6 separate regions of the Mus musculus genome follow, and all the other regions are linked to region 3. The links are chromatin contacts, called in public Hi-C, HiChIP or PLAC-seq and promoter capture Hi-C maps. All regions are on one chromosome and are shown on one strand. Each heading gives the region's core, a stretch centred on a gene start, on an enhancer-like site or on the middle of the called end of the contact. The rest is flanking DNA. Distances are from core to core; before and after follow the strand shown.

The links. Promoter capture Hi-C pulls out the DNA fragments that hold promoters and counts their contacts. HiChIP or PLAC-seq counts read pairs in DNA pulled down with a chosen protein or histone mark. A called contact is a pair of places that touch in the nucleus more often than the background predicts.
Region 1: a contact with region 3 is called in a promoter capture Hi-C map of hippocampal neurons, with 3 times the contacts expected there. The contact joins the enhancer-like site here to the promoter of 1700080F18Rik in region 3. A contact is called at or near these places in 6 of 39 promoter capture datasets (the 3T3-L1 cell line, 3T3-L1-derived adipocytes, cranial neural crest and 2 more) and 2 of 484 Hi-C or Micro-C datasets (frontal cortex and reprogramming fibroblasts).
Region 2: a promoter capture Hi-C map of hippocampal neurons shows a contact between it and region 3, with 2.5 times the contacts expected there. The contact joins the enhancer-like site here to the promoter of 1700080F18Rik in region 3. A contact is called at or near these places in 2 of 39 promoter capture datasets (the 3T3-L1 cell line and hippocampal neurons), 2 of 484 Hi-C or Micro-C datasets (the N1E-115 cell line and nephron progenitors) and 1 of 9 other capture datasets (liver).
Region 4: a Hi-C map of cerebellum shows a contact between it and region 3, with 4 times the contacts expected there. The contact joins the enhancer-like site here to the promoter of 1700080F18Rik in region 3. A contact is called at or near these places in 7 of 39 promoter capture datasets (the 3T3-L1 cell line, 3T3-L1-derived adipocytes, cranial neural crest and 3 more), 1 of 15 datasets of contacts at CTCF or cohesin (the NIH/3T3 cell line), 21 of 484 Hi-C or Micro-C datasets (the HL-1 cell line, the MC3T3-E1 cell line, the N1E-115 cell line and 12 more) and 2 of 9 other capture datasets (adipose tissue and embryonic stem cells).
Region 5: a contact with region 3 is called in a promoter capture Hi-C map of the 3T3-L1 cell line, with 2.9 times the contacts expected there. The contact joins the enhancer-like site here to the promoter of 1700080F18Rik in region 3. A contact is called at or near these places in 11 of 39 promoter capture datasets (the 3T3-L1 cell line, 3T3-L1-derived adipocytes, the HPC-7 cell line and 7 more), 1 of 484 Hi-C or Micro-C datasets (the N1E-115 cell line) and 1 of 9 other capture datasets (adipose tissue).
Region 6: a contact with region 3 is called in a CTCF HiChIP or PLAC-seq map of the NIH/3T3 cell line, with 14 read pairs. The contact joins the enhancer-like site here to the promoter of 1700080F18Rik in region 3. A contact is called at or near these places in 2 of 39 promoter capture datasets (the 3T3-L1 cell line and hippocampal neurons), 1 of 15 datasets of contacts at CTCF or cohesin (the NIH/3T3 cell line) and 1 of 484 Hi-C or Micro-C datasets (the HL-1 cell line).

What each region holds. Positions count from the first base shown.
Region 1 is chr6:118,673,002-118,677,135 of GRCm38.p6, forward strand. Cacna1c (calcium channel, voltage-dependent, L type, alpha 1C subunit) reads right to left here. Exons shown (of 47, transcript NM_001159534.2): 19 at 3,305-3,437; 20 at 2,819-2,948; 21 at 1,345-1,404. Among named protein-coding and RNA genes, the nearest start is that of Gm38887, 79 kb to the left of the region's middle. Within about 2 kb of position 1,465, at least 5 of the 459 cell types and tissues checked have an H3K27ac peak or open chromatin away from gene starts, as enhancers often do. A contact at or near this core is called in hippocampal neurons, where this site is marked.
Region 2 is chr6:118,710,063-118,713,737 of GRCm38.p6, forward strand. It overlaps Cacna1c (calcium channel, voltage-dependent, L type, alpha 1C subunit), which reads right to left. Exons shown (of 47, transcript NM_001159534.2): 10 at 3,195-3,285. Among named protein-coding and RNA genes, the nearest start is that of Gm38887, 120 kb to the left of the region's middle. Within about 2 kb of position 1,814, at least 16 of the 459 cell types and tissues checked have an H3K27ac peak or open chromatin away from gene starts, as enhancers often do. A contact at or near this core is called in hippocampal neurons, where this site is marked.
Region 3 is chr6:118,838,982-118,843,021 of GRCm38.p6, forward strand. It overlaps 1700080F18Rik (a long non-coding RNA gene), which reads left to right and starts at 1,607. Exons shown (of 2, transcript XR_003956354.1): 1 at 1,607-4,040. The region is part of intron 3 of Cacna1c (calcium channel, voltage-dependent, L type, alpha 1C subunit); the gene reads right to left.
Region 4 is chr6:118,644,737-118,648,326 of GRCm38.p6, forward strand. The region is part of intron 29 of Cacna1c (calcium channel, voltage-dependent, L type, alpha 1C subunit); the gene reads right to left. Among named protein-coding and RNA genes, the nearest start is that of Gm38887, 50 kb to the left of the region's middle. Within about 2 kb of position 2,190, at least 10 of the 459 cell types and tissues checked have an H3K27ac peak or open chromatin away from gene starts, as enhancers often do. A contact at or near this core is called in the N1E-115 cell line and cerebellum, where this site is marked.
Region 5 is chr6:118,628,240-118,631,963 of GRCm38.p6, forward strand. Cacna1c (calcium channel, voltage-dependent, L type, alpha 1C subunit) reads right to left here. Exons shown (of 47, transcript NM_001159534.2): 31 at 2,160-2,192. Among named protein-coding and RNA genes, the nearest start is that of Gm38887, 34 kb to the left of the region's middle. Within about 2 kb of position 1,947, at least 12 of the 459 cell types and tissues checked have an H3K27ac peak or open chromatin away from gene starts, as enhancers often do.
Region 6 is chr6:119,035,800-119,039,409 of GRCm38.p6, forward strand. All of the region lies in intron 3 of Cacna1c (calcium channel, voltage-dependent, L type, alpha 1C subunit), which reads right to left. Among named protein-coding and RNA genes, the nearest start is that of Gm50599, 23 kb to the left of the region's middle. Within about 2 kb of position 1,527, at least 61 of the 459 cell types and tissues checked have an H3K27ac peak or open chromatin away from gene starts, as enhancers often do. A contact at or near this core is called in the NIH/3T3 cell line, where this site is marked.

The DNA of each region.
Region 1 (4,134 bases), core at 215-2,714, 170 kb before region 3:
GAGCATAAAAGAGACTGGAAGCAGAAGGAAGAAGTGGGGGAAGGGCTTGCCATGGCAATGCTTGAGAAGAGTTTCTGCTTGCATGGCAATCCTAAGGAGAAAGCACCATTGAAATCCTCAAGCGAAGCTCGGCTTGGGCTCCTGAGAACTGGGCCTCAGAGATTTCCGTGTCCTGGGAAAGAGCTCTCAGTACCTGCATGCAACCCTGAGTCTAGGGTACAACAGCAAAGCAGATCCTCTCAGAAGGGGACACTGTTCCCCCACCTACCCTCTGATCAGGAAAGACAAATCTGCGCCACGCAGCTGGCGAGCAAGGGAAGCTAAGGGTCAGCAAACAGAGCCTCTGAGGTCTAAGGACAACCCGGGAGGCATGCAGACCCTCCCGATTCAAGTCGTATCTGGATGAGGCAGAAATGTCAAGCCCACTAAAAGGATGGGCATGATATGAGGGCTTCATCTGGGTCTGTCATTGGCACTGGTGCACAGAGCGGACATCAGCTGTGTCTACACCAAGGATGAGCTAAAGAGAGGCCTGAGCTTCTGGGGAGAGGCCATCCCAGGCAAGTGTCCCGAGAAGATGCTTAAGCCTGTGCTCACAGACTATGACCCTTCTGGTCTGCGTAAAGGTGTAGAATCTCCACCTTGCCCAGAGAGAAGCCAACCTTACCCAAGGTCCTACAGCCCAGGTGCACCGCCAAAGCCATGCATTGATTTACAGGGCCTCTCATCAGAACTGCGGGTTACCAGGGGATTAGAGCAGCAGGCTACCAAAGGGTTAAAGACAATTTCTAGTTGTTAGCTATATGATCCAGCTGGGATGCTGGCTCCCAATCTTGCTTCAGGTCCACCATTACTGTTACATGGCCCCAATGTCTGCTTAGCTCTTGTGATTGCCTTGGTTGGGATGAAGGTGTTGATGATAAGGCTCTTAAGAGAGGGGCCAAAGTGACTCCTTCTTGCTCCAGAGGTTTTGCCTTTTTAGAGCTTGTGTGGCATTTCCTCTATGCAGGAGGAAGGAGAGAGAATTTCAAGTAGGGCTTGGCCACCGACTGGTTATAAGTGGTACATGCGAACTGAGCACCGCTGACAGCCACCATGCTCAGCCAGTGATGGGGCAGCACCCATGGTGACACAGCCAGCGTGTGACTTTCCTAGGCCTTAAACTGCCGCTAAGTGAGCAGAAGGGAGCACTGTGACAGGGTAGGATTCTCCTGGCATCGGAGCTGGGACGAAGTGGTATAGCATGAAGGGAAGCACAAGAATCAGAGAGTGAAGGAGACAGAAGAGTCAGCCAGACAGAGTGGAGACACAGAGAGACAGACACACGGCTCAGGGGAGCATTACCTTAAGGATAATTTCTAATGTAAAGATACTAGTGAAGACATAGTCTGCATTGCCTAGGATCTGAAAAATAAGCAGAATTGGATTAGTGGCTCTGGGAGTGCACCCAACACCAACAGGGGAGCATGTGTTAGCGACAAGACAGACAGCAGCCGGCAGAGAGCTGGGACTGGCAGAGAGAGGCAGGAAGAGAGAGGGGGGCGGGGCTTTACCTTTAGAGCAATTTCAATGGTGAAAATGGTGGTAAAAACAATGTCAAAATAAAACAGAATCTGCAAAACAGAAACAAACAGGATGGGGAGGGCAAGGGGGAGGGGCGGGGCACAAGCAGGGCAGGGGGAGAGGTCAGTGGATGTTCACCAGAAAAGGAAAAGCACTTCAAAACAAGGTGCATCCCTGCCCCACCGCACCACCAGAGCCTTTGCACAGGGAGACAGGTAGGAAACACATTAGCTCCCACTCGGGGCTAGCGCAGGGGGCTCTGGCTCTGTGTGGTGTCTGCAGGCAGGTGTGGGGAGCTTCCAGGTCAGGCCTCAGCAGGACGTGGGTGTAATGTAAGCAGCAGCATCTACTGGGATGCTGCTTTCGTCAACCCCACTTACTTACAAACCCAGAGCAGACCATGGGATGCTGGCCAAAAGACCAGAGGATGGGTTTGGTTTTGCAGGGCCACCCAGATGCTCCCATGGTGTGGCATTCTGTGCCAGAGGAGGACATTTACATTGCTGTCATGGCCTTTTGGGCCCTAGGAAGGAAGTCCTCCAGGTCAGCCCAGGCTGAGGACAAACTGATTGATACTTGATTTCATCTTGGTAGATGGACCAGGGCTGAGGCCACTCCTGCTGACCTCAGCAAGAGAGCCTGGAACAGGCAGGATCCCAGAGCTGAGAGCTTTGTTTATGAACACGGCTTTGGAGCAGTGGCTCTTTTCCTCGTGCCTATGTGGCTGAGATTTAATAAAGCTTTGGGCTTTTGAGGCACTGTAGTTCTTATTTTGGTATTTAATATCGATCACCAGAACCTTGGGCACATAGCTCCAATCAGATTTCCGCTATCAAAGATGATCACAGTTTTCTTAGAATCTTAGAATGTCAGCTGTACCATTGGCACCTAATTGCCAACACTCCTTCTTGGTCAGAGGAAATGGGAATAGGGCATGAAACCAGTGGCCTCATTGCTGACTTACAGGCAACTCGAGCTTCCTGGGGAACATCCACAGGCAACAGGATGCCTGACTACTGTCCATTATCAACTAGCATATCAGATGCATTTAGGTACATGCTCACTTGCTTAGTGAAAAATCCCAGGCTGGGTTTTCTACCAAAGTCTTAATCTCTTAAGGGAATCGTCACTGTATACGGATTGTGAGGTTTGCAACAGGCCTCCTAACTGAGCAAGGAAGGCAGCAGCAGCAGAAGCCGTGGGCCTGCTCCACTCTCAGAAGGACAGGGTACACAGAACAAAATGGAGTGCATACATGGTTCCTGAAGGAGGTGTGCTGGACGGGGTCCTCAGCAGCCAGAGAGATGCTGCTGAGCAGAATGAAGAAGAGGATGAGGTTGGTGAAGATCGTGTCATTGACAATACGGTGGCACTGCAGGCGGAACCTACGTGGGAAGGAGAGAAAGGCATGTCAGAAAAGATGGGTACCACTCGGGCCTCCAGGGCCTGTCCCCTCAGTCCTAATACACAAGCAGGATGATTTCGGTACTGCTTAGCCTATGGTGTTCTAGTGTAAACTGATGTATGAAAGGCAACACTGGCCAAGTAGGAATACTTTATACACTCAAACCTGGTGAGGGGAGTAACTGTAGACCAACTGATTTACAATCCAGGACTCTGTCTCCATATAAGTTGTGGGGAGCTGGGAGCACTCAGGCTTCGGTACGTGAGATGCAGGCATGCACTAGGTTTGGGACCGGGAAAAAAGAGAGCTCCTTTTCCTCCCGCCATCCTTACACACCTGTTGTTTGGGCTGAAGATGAAAAATGCACTGGCTTCCGGCATGGGAACTGCCTTTTCCTTAAGGTGCAGCTCAGACAGGGGCCGGGGGCGTGGCCCCACAGGCATCTCTGGCTCCTCTTCATCCTCTTCCCCTATAAGGAAGAGAAAAGCTCCATTCTCAGCGACTCCACCACTCACTCCCACCTCTGCGCCCACTTTCAGACACATCCTACTGAGGATCAAGACATCATCTCTGGTACCTCTGAACTAACTATAGGATGCTAATCCAGGCAGATGTTCTGCCTCGCCTCGTGGGGCTATCCAAAGCCACCTCTGTTAGAGACAGACATTGCTGAAAGTATATAATAGTAGGGGCTGTATGTAGGATGAGCAATGTGTTTGTGGTTGTTCAAACTGTTCTGGTTTTTAAAATCCGGAACAGTTTTAAAATGGTTTTATATGCTTGGCGATTTCCTAGTATTGAGGGAAAAAAAAAAAACCCAAAACAGATGATTGGTTACCCTGTTTGGAAGGTGCTAGAGAAGAGGCTGGGTAAGCCCAGACATTGCCTGTGGTATCCATTCATCTCAGCTGTAGGTGGGTAAAGAGGATGGCTTAGTTTACTTGTGGCATACCTTACGGACAACTCTATTTTTTGAGACACCCATTGATCAAATGAGGGAACTTACTATTGCCTTGCAGCTAAATTGACATGGCCACGCACTGCCTTCTAAATATTTATTTTTATGCCTATAAACAAATGTTACTTTCAGTCATGATCAGAGAATCTTTAATTGCAATGGATGGTAGTAAATGCAGAGGCTTGTGGTCACTGTATGTGCTCAGCCC
Region 2 (3,675 bases), core at 564-3,063, 130 kb before region 3:
GCTGGCCTCCAACTCAGAGACCAGCCTGCCTCTGCCTCCCAATGATTAAAGGCGTGCACCACCACTGCCCGGCACACCTCTGCCTTAAAACCATTCAGTAACTTATGCTCAGTAACAAAGACCAAGTTCATTGTAGAGATAGCAGCAGCCCTTGCCCTGCCAGCTGAACCACTCACCGTCCCTCACATTCATGCTGCCCCTGGCTTTTAGTATTTATATTCAGTTTTAGTTTTTGGCTTAAATTTCAATCCTTCAAATAACTTTCCTAACCTGCTCCTCCTTCTCCTTCAACAATTTATTTATTTTATTTTTATGACTTTAGACACAACAGAAGAGAGCCTCGGGTCTCATAACAGATGGTTGTGAGCCACCATGTGTTTGCTGGGACTTGAACTCAGGACCTCTGGAAGTGCTCTTAACCACTGAGCCATCTCTCCAGCCCACATTATAGGGCCTCTTCCACACTAGATGATTAGCTCCATGGAGTCAGTGTTACTTTGTTGGACGACTACCATCTCTACCATCCAACATAGGCTGTGTGCTGCCATGAAGGTTCTCATAAAGAGAACGTTCTTGACATCTCCCTCCTACATCTCCCAGCATAATGGTCTGTTTCTTCCTACTCTGGGTATCATATTCCCCAAGGTTTCATCCTGGTCTCCTTTCTGGCCCCATCTTTCTGAGCAAACTCTGTCCTATGACCTTATCAATGGGCTCAAATGCCAGTTTCCACCTCCACTCAGAGCTCCTCCCCTGCTCTCCATCTTGCACCTGTATATTCTCTAGGCTGGACCCCTCTTCAGCTTTGTTTCAGCCTTGTTATCAGTTTCTCTTACCAAGGCTTGGTGAGTCATTCCTTTGTCTCCTTCCCTGTACTGCACTGCAGGACACTGCAGCTACACTCTCCTACCACCCGGGCAACCTCTTTACCCCAGCCTTCTCCTTACACGCCGGTCCTCATCCTGACCTCAAGACTCTTAACTCAGAGCTTATAAAACAAGAATCTCTCTCTCTCTGCCCGCAGCCTGCTTCTTTTCTCGAGCCAGTTGACTGACGGGAAGAGTGGCAGTTTTAGCCATTGCTGTCTTGTTGGGAGATGGGCAAAGACTGCAGTAGATGAAGTGCGTGTTACAATTCTGGCGCAGCAATTGTATCTTTGGTATGCAGCGAAGATGTGCATCAACTTGGCTCTGCACAGGAATAAGAGCAGCCATTCCTGAATCATTGTTGAAGCCAGGAGAACACATCCTCCTAGGAGGTGACAGATAGACTAGCAGATGCCAGTTTCCCTCCACAGGGGATAATCATGGTTGCTTTCCAACAGCATCATGTACTCCTAAAATGCACTTAAGCAAGTTCCCAACGCCAGCTCCCCAGTCCCTCCTGGTTTATACTTTGGGCCATGTCCCAAAGCACTGTAACAACCTTGATGATCTTTTCTCTGAACTCTCCATCTCTAAAGTCTAGCAAACAGAAAGGCCTAGAACTTATTGACTAGAAGGGTCACATATGCCTGCCCTCATCATTGCTATCTGGGGCCACTTCTAGAAACCCAAGTGTTTATTTTGTACAATTCCAAAAGGGAGAAGTAGAAGAAGAAGATAGCAGGGAGCGCTGTTACAAATGTAATTAGCACCATATTTTAACAGCACTTGGACAATAATTGCTTCTTGATAATGCCGAGAGATCTGCAGTGCAGACTCCCTGGTGCCACTGCCAGAGTGAGTGATGTCACAGCCCCATGTACCGTGTACCCTGGAACCTGGCTGCGGTGCAGCTCTCTCTGCTCCCCAGCCTTGCTCACCTCCCTCTTGGCTCGCTCACAGGCACACTCAGATTGGCCCGCAGTTACGGTAGTGAGAAGGTTGGGTCCACGCAGCTGCGAGCATCGGTGAGTCACGATGCAGGGGAAGGCACATCATGCAAATGCTACTCACGGAGCATTTGGAGACATGTTTTATTTGGGCTAATCCTTCTCAGAGCTTTCTGTTTGAAATTCCTTTCAGTGGCCAAGACACAGTTACAGTTGTCATGCCCAGGGCCATCGAAAAAAAGCATTCATCGTCTTCCAGAGTGAAGCTTAAACCCCCCAGGCTCTGCTCTCTGAGACAGGACTAATCAAATCAGTTTTGCAAGTTTTAGTAATGAATCAGTTTTCCCCCTTTGTTTAGGTCATTGACATGGATGACTTGATTCTGGGTTCCAGACTGTGACAATCCATGTGTGAACTGCTCCCACGGATACCAGCTCCTGCTCCCTCATATCCGGCTAAGTCCCAGGTCAAAGCCAACTCTTAGAAACCAGGGATTCGTGCTGTAAAAACTACACCAGTGGTTCTCAAGCTGTGGTCTTGACCCCTTAGGGGGTCTCATATCAGATGCTAGGTATATCAGATATTTACATTGCTTTTCATGACCGTAGTAAAATTATAGTTACAATGAGATAATTTTACGGTTGGGGATCACCACAACACGAGGAACTGTATGAAAAAGTTGCAGCATTAGGAAGGTTGAGAACTACTGACCTAGTCTGAGGGCATTGCAGGCCGTTCACTGCACTTGCTCCCCCTCATTAGAAGGGCAGGTTGAACCTCATAGGAGCAACAGGATCATCACCTGTCTGGTCATCACCTGTCTGGTCATCACCTGTCTGGTCATCACCTGTCTGGTCATCACCTGGCTGGTCATCCATCACCTGGCTGGTCATCACCTGGCTGATCATCACCTGGCTGGTCATCACCTGGCTGGTCATCACCTGGTTTCTTAGCTGATGATTTTCTTTGAGGCCATATTTGTCAGAATGGAAAGGGTGGCCATGTAACGCCAGGGACCCTGACCTACTTACTGGCTTGCATGAAAAGAAAGGTGTGTGTGGGATAAAACGCACATCAGAGCACCCTACCTTCTGTGCTTCACTGGGGAGGTGAAAGGGCCTCAGCATGTGAGACTTGTGGCCCTCACAGAAGTGCCGAAGACAGGATTGAATTTGAAAAGCCCAGTACCACGTATGAAGCCATTACATAACCCCAGGCCTCCTTTCTCTCCACATAGAGCACAGATTGTCAACCCATGTTCTGATTCTGCACACTGCAGTGCGGAGCCATCCCACTCAACACCAGAAGCAGCTTCCCAGGTCGTCCCCAAGAACTTGTCCCCCAGGAAGAACTCAGCGCTAAGTTTGCCACGGGTACTCACGCAAGCCTGGCTCCACAGTTTTCTCCCTCGATGTCACCTCCAGCCACGTTTTCAGTGTTGACAGACTCAGTCTCACTTGTGGGCATGCTCACTGTGAGGGAAGAGGAGGCATCAAGAGTAGGGACAGAAAGAGAAGAGAAGAACATTAGTGCATGACAAACCATCCTAGCCCAGGGCCAGTCGGGCACCATCTGCTGGTCTGTCTATGGGAGCTGGGCCCTGGCACTGTCCTCAACAGGCTGGAGAAGTCAGGTGCCAAGACACTGCATGTGAGTGGGATGCAGGAGGGACTCTGGTGACCAGGCCTTTCCCTTACAAGACACACCTGGGTAAGACTGACAGTCACATCCTTCCACTGCCCTCAACTTCAACAGAAAGGCCGTGGGGGGTTTCCCTCTGCATCTGTCTCACTGACCACGGCGAGAGAAGCTCTCATAGCGAGACTTCATCTCCTTTCTTTCCCCTACCAGCTCTAACCCAA
Region 3 (4,040 bases), core at 357-2,856:
TTGAAAAGATAAAGACCTCTCAGATAAAGAGTGGCACGTGATTGCCTGGGCAGAAAGCTGCAGGGACCTTGGGCTGCAGGGAAGGAGTGTGGCGGCACTGTGAACGTGTGTGATGTGAGATCAGTGGAGGCAGAATGCTTGCTTGTCTCTAGACACGGCAACTGTGTGACCGCTTGAGGTCCTAGCTTCTGAAGCTTCCCTGCTCATCAGCACCTCTGGCAGGAAGTCAGGCCAGGAGGTGAAAGGCTGCTCCTTAAACAGTTCTGCTCAGTGACTGAAGGAGGAAGCTGAGCTGAACACATCTGAACTGGCTCCTCCCTCTCCTGCTCCTAGCTCATACTCCAGTGCGCTATCCTGGATGGTTGCTCTGTGAAGGCCACTGTGTAAATACGGGCACTTTGACTGGCTTTATTTCCTTTTGTCTCCAAACTCTGGGTCTCTATTTTTCCAAGAAGTTGTGGGAAGAGGCTCCTCACCTCGACTGACTCTGACGTGGAACCGTTTCTTGGGATGGTTCTGTTTATTAACTTTATCTCTGCTGCCAAAGGGGTGCTGAAAACCCCCAGCTTGCTAGGCTGCCTCCTTGGCTCCACCCCTCCTCCCAGTTTGGAACTTGACCCTTCTATTTATAACAGGCATGGTTTACTCCAGAGTCACAGCTGACCCCTCACTCCACCAGCCATCAAGACATTATGACTTAGAACCTAAGGAGGAAGGGCACGGTCCTCCCACCCCCTCACATGGCTGTTCCACATTACTGTTCTTGTGAGCCAGGACCTGATGAAGGCAGCATCAGAAGGGAAACTCCAGGCTTCTGACTCACCATTGTTCCACCACCCCACGCTTTGGTCCCATTTCTCCTCTTACTATCTGCTGCAGTCTGCATCTTCAGTGTTCTCCAGAGGTCCATGTGCGCTGCACACTGGGTCCCCAGTTTTGGGGCTACTGAGAAGCAGTGAAAACTTGGATTAGGTTGCTGGCAGTAGAAATCCTGGGACTCCGTTCCTTTCCTGTCTCTTTGTCTCCTGGCCACAATGAGATGAACAAGCCTTCTCTGCTGCAAGCTCTCACCAGCAGAAGCAACAGAGAGAGCCAAGTGCTCACACTCTGTAGCCAGTAGAAACAGACTTCTTAGCTGATTGTCTCCAGTAATTATTCGGTCTACAGCAAGCTGATTGATACATCTTATCCCATCACCCCTTTCTTCCTGAGTTTTCCAACTACCACACAGGCTATCTGCATGGGGCAACAGCAATAGTTCCATATTTGGTACTTAGGGTTGCCCAGGCATGCCTAAAAGGCAGAGCACAGCATTTAATGAAGAGAAAGATAACTGAACAGTACATATGATGTTACGCTTGGTCAAATGCAGGGTTGCTGATTTTAGAGTGTATGATCCCAACCCTAAGATAAACCGCCTCTCACCTACTGGTGGTCTGGAGTTAAGTGGCTACCTATCATAAACTTTTGAGTACCTGCACCTACCTTAATTCGATTTAAAGTGATTTCTAGCAGTGGAAAAAGTCATAGAAGTACTAATGTTGCCTCCAATCATAAAGAAAAGTCATGATGAATACACGCTAGAAGTCTGAAAGCAAAGATCTAACCATTTTCATCCTATTTCAGAGACACATTGGAATTCTACCTAGCGACCTCCTGGACCATGGTTAAGAACTGGTGGTCAGAGCAAGGGTGTTCAGAACAGAGAGAGATGTATATCCTTTCTGTAGCTGGGTGGCAGCAGTATCAACTTAGAAGCACTGCGAAGTCCCTGGAAATTAATCTCCAGTTAGTCTCCAGATTCTCCTGGAATTCCTCAAAGGTGATTGTTTGGATTTTCTCACAGCATCCGTCCAACAGCCCAGAGTGAGCTTCCCAAGCGTTTCTAACAGTCAATCCATTTATTATTAAACTGCCAATAAGAAATGCTCTCTACCGCTCTGTGAGTGCAAGAGGTAAGAGGTCGCATGTCCATCTTAGTGGTAGCGTGGATGCCCCCCCCCAGGCAGCAAGCTCAGGGAGACCATCTTAGCTCACGACCACAAAGCAGGCTGCCCAACAGCAGAAGTGCTCCCCAAATTGATAGAAGTTACATAGAGGACAACCTGGGGATGCTCTCAGAGCTGGTGCTGAGAGGTAGGAACGCTACAGCAAACCCATGTGATGAAGCCCAGTAGGTCAGTTACTTTAAAGTAGCTAATTTATAGGGTGTTTCCAATCCAAGGCTCTACCACATGTCTCCACAAACCCATTGCTGGGTGTGACAAAATGCATCAGCTTCGATGGCTCTAAGTTAGTGAGTCTCAGCCTTCCTAACACTGTGACCCTTTAACACAGTTCCTCATGGTGTGGCGATCCCCAACCATAAAATTATCTTTGTTGCTGCTTCTTAACTGTACTTCTTGCTACTGTTAGGAATCATAATGTAAGTATTTTTGGAGATGGGGGCTTGCCAAAGGGGTCACGACCCAAGTGCTGAGAATGAGTGCTCTAAAGTCATCAATGGGCAGAAGTGGAGGGGCCCTCAGGGACCAACTCATTCATGACCTTAACCCTGAGTTCAAAGACCCTTTGAAAGCAGCAGTTAGCCATGGATGGCTAGCCCCCGAGAGAGTGGCCAGAAGCACATTCCATATGTATACGATTCCAGGAGCTTCAGGAACCTTTTGAAGCACGTCCAGGTCAAAGACATTTGATGTCATTCCCTCCTCACTGTTCTTCATTCATAAATGATAAGGCAGGGACTGAGAAGTAGGGAGCCTTCGGATCACAGGCAGCCAAGCTGAGCACCAGTAACAGGGGCTCACTGTAGCCTAGGAAGGCACATGCTGAGGACGTGAACCTTAGGAGAGGCCAGACCACTAGAAATTGATTCTCTTCTCCCCATCCCTGCCCCACACGGTGCCAGTGGAAAGCCTCAGGGCTGGCTAAGAAGGAGGCTACACCTGCTGCAGGCTTTCCCATGATGTGCCCTGGTCTGAGAACACCATCCATCTCACTTGCTGTAATGAGGACAGTCCTCACCCCAAGTGGGGCTCCCAAAGAGGCTGGCCCTGTTATTTAAGGCTTTGTCTCTCTACAAATAATAAATGCAGAGAGCACAGGCCTGGGAAAGTTAATTAGTATTATTATGTCTGTAATTCTAATGTTGCTCACTGGCAGAGCTCTTGCGTGCCAGCTTTCAGCCCAGAGCAGGCGTCTGTGATATGCATGGGCATGAGCCTTGTAGAAGCTGAGCTTTTCTTGTGTCTAGAATGGGTAGCACCTCTGTTTGGGGTTGAGGGGCCTAGAGGATGAGGCTGTTGGGGAGAGTTTCTCTCTGTGTACCCCAACCCAACTCCCATCCCCACCCCTACCCCCACCCCCAGCCAGTGTTTCAATTCCCAGCAAAAAGAACAAGAGTGTTGTTGAAAATGCAAATGTCCCAGCCATCTTATTGCAATAGGATGACACATCGGATGCTGCCTCAAATGGCTTCTGCATGCATTCTTCAGGGGAGCAAAGGGGCTCGAGGAAACAGCTAGGACCTCACCGACCCATTAAGGGCCCAGTTGATAAGAACCGGTAGAAGGCTCTAAGAGAGCGATACTTAAGTCGAGTATCACCAGATTGAGGAGGAGGCCGCTCAACATTGCGACACACCCCAGGCACACGATTACATACTCCCATGCCTCCCACCATCATTCCGACCTTTGCAGGCTAGGTTTGTAACAGACCATTGTCTAGAGGCTAGGGATGTACTTCAGGCAGCAGAACACTGATGTAGCATGCATGAGGCCCAAGGTTTCATCTCCAGCACCACAAAAACCAGCATAGTGGCACACACCTATAATGACAGCGTTTATGAGGTGGAGGCAGGAGAACCAAGCAAGGTTAGCTTGGGATACATTAGAGCCTGTCTCAACTCAACCCAACCCAACCCAAACCCGTAGTCTAGCTATTGCTTTTCAGTTGCCCAAAATCACAGGTGTTCTTCCTATAAAGAAACAGGCTTCTTTATACATTAAAGCAGCAAAAACAAGTGCAAAAAGTGACATGAA
Region 4 (3,590 bases), core at 940-3,439, 190 kb before region 3:
AAGAGGTGCCGAATCCAGCCAGAAACAGCAGTGGCAACAGTAAAAGCCTCAGTGTGTCTGTGAAGGGCTGATCTTATGGAATATCATGGAATCCACGGTTAACTGACACCAAGCAGAGATAATATAAATCGTATTACATCAGGGTGCCACTTAGATATAACTAATCATGGAGATTAGCGGCGTCTAATGGAGAAGGCATAACCAAGCACGCAGCTGCTCATGATCTACAGCCTGCAAGGCAGCGAGGACTTCTGTGTTTCCATCAGGCTCATCCTGTGCTGTGCTAATTCAGAAGCTTTGGACAGCTTCCTGCAGCAAACGCCGGTCACTGTAGGACAGCTGGCAAGAGCAGGCCAGGGTCGCGTCCTTGCTTTGAGGAGGCACTGGCTGGGATAGTGATAGGGTACTCCGAGGATGGTCAGAGGAGCACGTAGACCTGGGAATGTGTGCTTTTCATAGACACCTGTCCTGGAGTTCCATTGGAAAAATTTCTAAGGCATCGATATATTTATCTCATCACACATGATCTGAGCCACCAAGCACCTAGAACTGTGCGAGGATGGAGTCCACAGACCTGAAACTAATCCCCAAAGCTCGTGGTCCGCTCACTAGAGCACATGGAATTTGGGGCTATGGGTTAAGTTCCTTTCAGGGGACTCAGGAGCTTGTCCCCCTCTGCCTTAGCTGTGCCAGGGTAGACTAGAGGAGCACATTATTGCTTTTCCCTACCCATGCTAGAATAAATGAACAGATTTATGCAAAAAGACATGATTGGAGTGCTGAAGGCTGTATCCCTGGAGCCAGCCATGGCAAAGAGCTTCAGGTTCAAGCACACATTGCACTATAGTCTATGAGTGAGAGGCTTTGGCAGCAATGCCAGTGGGTACTGGAAGAGCAGGCTGCCCTTTTTGAGTGGGAAAGAGCTTAGTCTTGCTGCAGATCTCTAAACAGTGTGATAGCCCAGGCTCTAGGGAAGCCTTCACAACCCAGGCAAGACATGCTCCTTCCGGCTTAGCATCTTTCTTTCATCAGCTCGCCCCATGTGTGCCTGACTGCAAAGCCATGATGCTATGAAGACCATTAGATCCAGCCACCAGCACCGCCTTTGTAATAAGACACAAACATAATGGTGGGCTGCTTTCGCTTTCAGAGATGAGGCTTGAGAGCCGAGAGCAAGCGTTTTAACCTCTCAGTGCCTCAGCTCACTCACATAGGACACGGCAATAGCAACTGCGTGTGCCTCTGTGGGAATATGAAGTCTGTGCAGTGTCAGGTACTGCAAGGTCTGCATCTGAGGGAGTGCTTGATGCCCACTGTGGCTGCCATGACTGCCTCCTCTCATGATGGCTCCTGCTTCACGGAAGGCCCCTCCTGCGGAGGAGGGCCACTGCTTTGCCTGGGTTGAGTTCCTGCCTCAACACCCTCTGGGTTTGGGAATCCCTCTTCTCATGCCTTCAGTTTCTTTTCCAGTGGCAGGATCAGAGACAGGGAACCACAGTGTACCTTCCCACTGGGCTTTTACACAGTGTGAATACGTTTCCACATTAAATAATTAAGTGTAATAGCTAATACTTCCCTTCCCACACTAAGGCTTTATGTAAGTCATATAATTATTTTTTTATCATTCACGGTAAAAGCACCATGCAGGAAAGAAACCTGTCACAACGTTGCAACAATATGCAAATCTCTGGGTACAAGCGCTGTGGCGAGGAGGCCCCTCCTGAGGAGCTCGTTTGTGCCTGTCTGCTGGGCACTGTGCACGTCAGGTGTCCGTGGGCACACCACAAATAAACAATAATCAGGGGAATGCCTTCTTACCAATCAGCTGCTAAAAAGCAAGCCGGGGCTGGCTGCACACCCACAGGCCACTGGGCTCTCCTAATGAGGCCAGAGGAGCAGAAGGGGCTGTGGCATGTCCTAGTCTCTCTCCCTCCTCTTTTCCGTTTCTATTTCTTTAAGTGACATGTGTGGTGAGTCTGTGGTCCCATGGGTTTCACTGACAGTGAAAGACACTGATTCTTAGTAGCTAAGGTAAACAGATTTCAACTAAATCCAGTTAAGAGGCTCTATGAAGTTCCACCCTGCTCTTTATTCCACTGGTCGGCCTCCAGGGGGCACTGCGGAACTGGGTAGAGCTACAGAGTGGGTCCTGGTGACCAAGCCAGCTTTGCAGATTTAGGGATACCACATATCCTGCTGTGTGGGGCAGCTGTGTCTTAAGTGTGATGTAACCACATGTCTTCTGAGAAACACGTATGTAGGTACCGTGTACAAATAAAACTGGCCTGCTGTAACTTTGGCTTTTAGTCCAAGGTCCTGTACCTTTGCTCTTCTGTTGTCTTCAACTTCTGTGGGTCTTTTACTATACACACCCTTTACATTATGGCTAAGAAATCCTCATTTTCAACATTTTATGCTGAATGTCTTGGAATTAAAATAATAGAATATGAATTACAGAATATTTATCATGACATATAAACTGTAAGTCTAGAAAGGGTTTAAGACCACTCATCTAAAAAAGAGGCTAATTCAAGTTTTAAAAGAAAACGTTTTACTTACTCCTGAAGTCGTTTAGACTAAATTGTCTGGGTCGAGATGACTATGAGGAAATATAGTCCTCTGAACCACTCACTACTCACAGAGGGGACTAATAAGGGGACTTGAACATCTAGCGTCCCCTCCTGTTTCTCAGGACAAGCAGTGCATGCTCCGGGTCTCTGTTCCCTCTCCCTTACTTCTCTGTAGCTGCATCCCTCACACAGCCCTTTAGCCTGAGACATCGTGCTCTGTCTTGGTCTCTTGTTTTGGCCATGCCAGCTGTTAGCCTCCAGATGTCCTCCCCCCAGTTCCTTCTCCCCAGTGCCCCACCTGTTAGCTTACCATGCACATCCTCTCTGGGAAGACGAGAGTCCAGAGCAGCTCTCCTGGAGCATCTACTTAGGAAGGCCACATGTAGTGCAGACTACGAAAACAGAGCTCCTGTCCACACTGCCTGTTCAAGACTTTAATAGCTTTTAAAACCCAATCCATCTCTGCAGCCCCTTCAGGCTGGCCTCTCCCCACTCTCCTCAAAGTCAATGAACTGTTGTACTGGCTCAGTCCCTGAGGGGCAAGTCAGGGAGCTTGGAGCCACCTTTCATTCCTTCTCTTTGTCCTTTTGACTGATTCATCATCGAATATGTCCGCACGATGCTGACGTTACTCTAGACTGCTGAGTTCCCAGGAGGCTCTGGTAGACAACGTTTTCTCTCCTACACTAGGCTACTCCTTACTAAGCAACCAATACTCGGATCCCTAAGTCCCCTACTCGGTGCCCCAGGGACTTTCTAGAAGACAATGACTCTAGCCATGGAGGGTAGAGTGAGTTTCAGGACTAGCAGTCCTACTAAGAACCTGTGGAAGCAGTGGTGAAAAGTCTCCCATTAGGGACACTCATGCCATCCTAGACCTACTGTGCTGCAGCCCTGGGTTCATCAACTCATTAACTCAAGACTATTATTGTTTTGAGTTGTTCTTGCCAAACCTGTCAATAGCAAATTCAAGGCACACTATGTCCTGGTACGCAGTCCTGTTGCTAAGACTGGAATATC
Region 5 (3,724 bases), core at 697-3,196, 210 kb before region 3:
GGAGACCTGGGGATGCCCCCAGGACAAGGCAGAAAAGGGATCTGCACTGAGTCCCGGGAAAGGCTGAGCCTGGTACGTGACTACTGTGGAGTGCCACACAGGGTATCTGCTGCGTGATCATGGATAGAGAAAAAGAGATAGAGGCAGCAATGAGGCATGGGGAGCTGAGGAGGGGTTAGAATTTCTGGGCTGCTTAGAGTCTAGGGCCAAAGGTTCATGACTGGTGTCTTAGTCTGAAGGAGCTTGCGGGTACAGACACAGGCCTGGCCAGATCTCTGGAGGCACAGTGCCATTGCTCCCATGCCTGAGAACAAGAACTTATACCCTTGTCCTCCCCCGACCCCCTCTCACGTGAGCAACCGACTGTGTTCCAAAGCCCTGCGAGCTGGTCAGAGCCCTTATGCCTTCTCTGAAGCTAGTGCAGCCTACCCAGCCCTGCTGGGAGCAGCACCAGGAGAGAAAGGACCCTAGGAATTCCTGTTATGGCTCCCATCCCAGGCACCCCTTGAAGGAGGGGGTCTTAAGACTGTTGCTCTCCCGTCCTGTCCTGTCTCTTTAGCTTGTCCTCTTGCTATGCTTGACAGTGTTTCTAGATCAGGCCTCCCTCATAGCACTGTGCCTCTCCGTACCCTGGACTATTCCTTAGTGCTAAAACCTGAGGCTCCACAAGCCCTTTCAGTTCTTCTATGGCCTTCTGGTCCATCCCTGAGGTCTATCTGGAGGGGTATAAGTAATGAACTTTAGGAACATGCAAGGGGTAACAGGTTGGAATGGCGACATATCCAACCTCCATGTTAATTATCCCCATCCCCAGAGGAGGCAGGATACTTTGGGACAGATATTCCAAATCAGCCCCACACTTCATACTGGATGGGCTCTGAAGAAACCAAGCCATAGGGTCCTGGTTTTCAGACAAGGGTCAGAACATTTCTTATATTTTAAAACTGGAATCACCCCAATTGCCATTAAGACTCTTAGCGCTGCCAGGCAGTGGACAGACTCACAGCTGTCAGCAATGTGCTGGTCCTCCGCACGAAGTCTTTGGCTCCTATAACCACTGCATCCATTTGGCTCCTCTAAGTTCTATTTTCTGTCCTTAGAAGGAAACTTGCTCCTCAGAGCAGCATACAGGAAGCTCAGAGCTTTTACTATCTGTCAGTTCTGCCATGTTTAAGAAAGGAAATAAAAAACCCACTCAAACCCACCCACCAGAAAACAAAAAACAAGCTTAAGTGGGGCTTTCATCTGTGGGTGCAAACCCTTTGTAAAGCTGGTGCCACTGGAACACCTAGGCCTGATGAGTTAAGAAACCAAACCCCCAAAATTTCCTAGGCAGCTTTTTGGCCGGGGTGGGCCGCTATGGAGACCACCACTACATCTCTCAATTTAGCTGTCAGGGGCTTGGGGAATCATCAGCCTTGTTTGAAAGCTGTGATGGACCTCTTAGGGGAAGCTATTCCAAGGAGACTTCAAGGTCGTGTGGTGAGGCACGGCCACCACTCAGCCAAAAGAAATGGATATTTCCCAATCAGGGCTGGTTTGGCTGGTTTGTTTTCCTGCTTCCCATATGTTATAGAAAATGACTCTAGTGCACATGTAATGAACTCAAGGAACTTAGAAAGATATAAGACTAAGGCTCAGGGTGACAGTAGAGACTCTAGAGGGCCAACCCTTATGTCACAGCAAATCCCAGTGTGTGTCTTTCACAGCCTTCCACACAAAGCTTGGGGTAAGCTAGTCATCATAGAACTAATCAGAACTACCTTTCCTTCTAGCTGGACCCCACCCCTGCTTCTGTCTTCTCCCTGGAGCCCTAGTCACAGTTCTCAAAAGCACCCCTCACAAATTCCTACATTAGATGAAACACACCATCCTTGGGATGTTTAACAGGAAATAGCATGGGTCCAGTTCTCTCCCAGTGGGTCACGGTGACTCACCACCCAGAGGAAGCTTGGGAAAGTAGAGGAACACCACTGTACACACACCCTTGCACAGCTCACGTGAGCACAGGCAGTTAAGGCACACAACGGACATGGTGGCCACATGCAATGGGAGCTGGGCTGGGTTCCCAGGGCTCTGGAAATCAGGGTGGATAAGACGTGGGTGGCTAGAGGGGGAGCCACAGAAGCTGGAAATGTGGTCTGGAGGGTTGTTCTTACCATAGAGGGAGAGCATTGGGTATGTTCAGCTGGCTTTAAAGAAAGGCAGACAGAGATAAGCTGTAATGAGTCTCCAACGAAGAGCCTGGTATTCTAGGTCTTGGCTAACAGAGGAACAACACAGTGGTAGGACAGGGCATAAGGAAACAGGTGAAAGAAATATACAAGCATGGGCCTGGCAGGGGAGGAACTCCAGTGAGAACATGGGCTGGGTGTCACTGGGCCACATGGCCAACAAGGACCCACAAGATTCTCCTGCTCTATTCAGTGACCACCTCTGGTTGTGCGTGAAACAACTCAGCCCCAATACAGAGGAGGAAGTGAGGCCTTCCAGATTTGTGGCAGGAGCTCAAGTTTTATTTATTTACTTTTTGTTCTCAGGTAGTCTGTTTCAGCCCGCTCTATGAAGTCCTGGCTGGAGGACACACCCTGACCTATGTGTGCCCACCGTTGTCCACACACAGCTAAGCAAGTGAGCTTTACAGCGACAGCTCCTCAGGTTAGAGAAGGCTGAATTCCAACTGTGTCTAAGAGAAGATCTAAGGAGGCAGTCCTCCATCCTCTCCAAAAGGAACTTTTTTCAAAAGATTAGGCTCAGGCTGGACATGGCCTTGCCTAGACCTCAATTCAGAGATGGAGACCCTTGGCCACTGGCATGGAAGGATGCTGAACTGCTTTTTAGTCTCCAAGGCCTTGTACACAATATAGGATAATGCCAATAGTGCCCAAAGAAGTTGTTTTCCTGGGCTAGATGTCTGGGCTTGCTTGGTGGCACTAGTTCACAGGAGCACCTCAAGGCCCCTCCTGTCGCAGTTTCCCTGGTAATCTTCCTGTGGAGATACCCCAGCACTGGGCTCTGGCATACAGCAATCACCCCTGACTGATCTCACCCACTGGTGCTGTAGCCTAAGCCCATGCCTTCCACTTTCAGATGTTACCCCTGAGTTTGTTTTTAAGATACACACAAGGAAACACATAATGGGATTTTTGAAGGAAAGAACTGGTTCATAGTTAGATACTTCCTTGTAGTCTGAAAATACTTCTAGGTAACATATTTCTTAGTAATTGACTAAAAAAAAATATTTTTTTCCCATAGAGAGTTGGTTTGGATTGTTTTGAGGATGGTAGAGAGTGAGGAAGGGGGCAGAAGGACCTTCTCTGGGCATGATGTCACAATGCTGTTCTGATTGCCAGCCAGCTGGCCAGGCTGCGTGTCTGGAGGGAATGGGTCAGTAGGATAGAGCTACTGGGTGGACAGAGAACACAGAAACAGATAAACAGACATATACACTCACACACACACACACACACACACACACACACACACACACACACACACACACGTACACACTCACATGCACAGGGCATTTCTTGTCCAAGCACCCCAGCCCCCCTTTCATTGGCATGAGTCAGCTGTCATGATGGTCAAGCCTATGTCTCCGAGTGTATTTTTTGTCACTCCCCCATCCCACCCCTCCAACCCCTGCCTGGTGCAGCGTCTTTGCTCATGGATTGCTAGATAAAGGGTTCTGTGCTTCCGGGGATTCAGCAGTGGAGCAGGAGAG
Region 6 (3,610 bases), core at 277-2,776, 200 kb after region 3:
CAGGAGTGGGTGGGTTGGGGAGATGGGCGGGGGGTGGGGGGGGTAATAGGGGAACTTGGGGATAACATTTGAAATGTAAATGAAGAAAATATCTAATAAAAAATGAAGGAAAAAAAAGAGTGATTAATGTAGCTTTCACTTCCAAAAAAAAAAAAAAACCAAAACAAAACTGGTGGTCAGAAATCCCAAACTCCATTTTCTAGCTCCCACCAGCCGGTCAGCCAGGAATGTGTACAAAGTACACAGGTTGTAGTAAACATGGCTTAGGTTTATCTGGACTTGAACAAAATATAACTTAGCCTCAGTTTCCTCATCCTGTAAAACAGGAAACTAACTTGGATTGTTATGATTTTTCTTAGCTTGAGCCACCCATGAATGTTGCTTCCTGCCACAGAGGAGACTGGCTATGAGCAGCAAAGCCCACACTACCAGCAGAGTTTGCCGTGAGTGAAGCACAAGATCTAAGAGAACTCGAAATCTTTTGAGTTTTTAATCCTCCTCCATATCTGTCCAAAAAAATGGCATAGTGAAGGCAGCCAGAGGAACCAATCAACACAAAGAAAAGATACAGGATACAAGAAGGCATGCTACCTCGGGCCCTTGGCACCTGCCCAGAGGTAACAGTCACCACTGAGTTTTACACACCGTCTTCCCAAGAGGTTTACCCAAGTGTTCCACTCTTCAGGGCACACTATGCAAATACTAAGAGATTGACAGAGCAGGAAACAAGATGGAAAGAGAATTGCCATCTTTATGCCTAAAAGAAGAAAATGAAAGCTTAAGGTCTTGATATCACTGTTGGGAGTGGGGGTTGTGTGTGTGTGTGTGTGTGTGTGTGTGTGTGTGTGTGTGTGTGTGTGTGTGTGTGTGTGTGTGTTGAGACAGACAGTGTAGAACCTTGGCTGGCCTGAAGCTTACTATGTAGCTCAGGTTAGCCTCAAATTCACAGAGGCCTGCCTGTCTCTGCCTCACAAGTGCCAGATTAAAGATCTGTGCCAACCACTTAAACAAACATCTACTCCAACTCAGACCCCAGAGTTTTCCCCAAAGCTTTCCCCCTATCAAGCTTTAGAGAGAATAAAATTGGCTTTGTCTAAGTCTTCTAAGGAGAGAGATCAATTGATGCTTCCGCTTAGTACTCCAGCCTACCTTGCCCTACCTTAATCTGCAAGCTTCCATTCTACCCAAACCCCCTCCTTACAAACATGGAAAGTTCCCAGGCTGGGAACTTCCAGCTCCTTTCTGAGGGCTGTGACACTGTCCCCCACTCCTCCACCCCCAGAGTCCATGAACACATGACCGATCTGTGGCCTGGGCTTCTTGCAGGACCTCTGACTGCTTCTTACATAGTCTGTGTTCTTACTTATGTCACTGGGTCACATCTGGGTCCTCATCTTGCTTCCTGCTGGCTGCCTTGCCCTCACTCAGAAAGCTAACTTCATTTCAAGCCCTGCCCACTGTCCACATTCTTGAGCCTCTGGCTTGCTGACATTCCATTCAGCAGCCTCTGGCTCCTTGGCAGCCCTGCTTTGGGGTTTGCACTAGCCTGGGCACACGCCTAAGAAGAACTGCCCTCTCCAGTTAGGACTGGCTTTCTTCTAGCCAGGCCCCATTCCCTGCCCCAAGCTGAAGGAAACTCTCCTCCCATATGGTCCAGGTACCATCTCTTCTCAAAGACAGTCCTAATATAAAACATTCTGACGAAGTCGTTCATAAAGCACTTGGGAAAACTAACATTCGGTGTTCTCTGTCACCATAACAAACATAGAAGATAACTAAGATACAAAAGACAGAGGGTTCACTTCAGCTCGTAATTTTTGGAGGTTCCAACCCATGGTGTGTTAGCCCCATGACTCTGGGATGTGGTCAGGAGCATGTCATAGTGTTAAGTATATAGACGAACGAAACACATCAAAAGGGGGCTGTGCCTCGGGCTCACCGTCCCCCTCAAGGGCACACTCACAGTAACTACATGATGTCCCACTGAGCCGTATTTCTTATAGGTCTCAATACTTTCCCAAAGGGCCATCCTGGGACCATGCCTTTAACATGTGTCATTACGGAGCATTTAAGGTCAAGGCTATGGCCCTGTGAAACCTGAAAAGGCAGAAACCCGCTGTATCAACTGACAACTCCTACAGCCAGGATCTTCCTAGACTCCAGCTTCCCGAAACACTATAAATAGAAATGTCTTGAAATCAAAAGTAAATGGGTCTTGGGCTTTTTAAGTGAGTCCAGAAGGGACCATGACATTTCCCATGATATCTTGCCAAGTCGTTCTCATTCCTTTGGCTGTGAGCCTGGGAGAGATGAATACTCTGCCTGATTCTTCCCTGGTCTGAACATGTGCATCAGTGTGCACTGCGACAGGGTCGAGAGAATAAGGCACAAAATCTCCAGGCAGTTTAGCTCTCCTTTCTCCCTCAATCTCAGACATCCGAGCACACTGTGCAAGTCCTAGACGAAGCAAGCTGAACAGGTGTCTAAGGAATCACACATTTCTTCTCCAAATGTCGCCTTGTATGGCTTCTGCTGCTGCTCAAGTGACCTCCAGCCAAAAGAACCACACCTGCCCAAATCTAAACATCACTTCCCAAGTCAATGCATATAATCCCAAGAGACTCTGATTCTGTGTATCAACACAAGGCAAAAAAGAGGAAGGATAGGTAGAAGGAGGAGGAAGAAGAGTAAGAAAAAAACAAGGCTGATCCAGACAGGATGCAAAGCAAGGGTCCCCAGAAAGCCACCTTGAGTGGTGCACAGGGCCAGAAGACAGAGGTACGATCCACAGCTCACCCTGTTCATACTCCTTCTTGCAGTCACGGACACCAAAACACACATACATATTCCTCAAACCCTTTTTACTCCATTATCAGGGGTAGACATGGAAGCAGAAGGCTCCATACCCTGCGAAGAATAAGCCCCATGTGATTTGAATAGCAGAATTTTGGTTCAATTCTTGGTGCCTCCAACTCCAAGATGTGTGGTCCTAGCAACCTCCTAGGGAAGCCACTTTGCCTCTGAATTGATTCTTTGATGTATTGATTCCTCACTGATGAATGAGGACTGAAAACATCTCAGATGCAAACTTGTTACTGGGATTAAAGATTACAAAATTAGAAATGGAAAGGTTTCTGGCAAATACTTTACCTGATATATGTCTAACTAATGGTAATTGGGGGCTAAAGAGAAGATGTGACACAGGGCACCTAAGACTATAATGTACTCCTCAGAATCAGGAGCCTGGGCTGGCAGGGGGAGGGGGGCTTAGCAAAATACACAAAATGTTAATGTGCAGTTGTTGAGCAGTGGCTGGAAGACAAGTTCTGATTTTTTTTTTTTTAGTGTATGGCATGACTCTTAATATCACTGTGTCTTTATGGCAGGTCTTTGCAAAGCTGTATTGTAATATGATATATGCTGGCAACACCTCCATGATGACCTGCCAGGCTCGGGTCACAAAGATTTGTGCAGATTTGCTGCAGATCCATGCATGTGGGCCTTTCTCTGCCCTCATACATGACCTTTCAATGGCTTCCTTATTTGCAGGAGTCCATGTGTATTATAAAGATATGTGTGCAAGCATGTGTATCTGTCAGCCTGTCTGGGC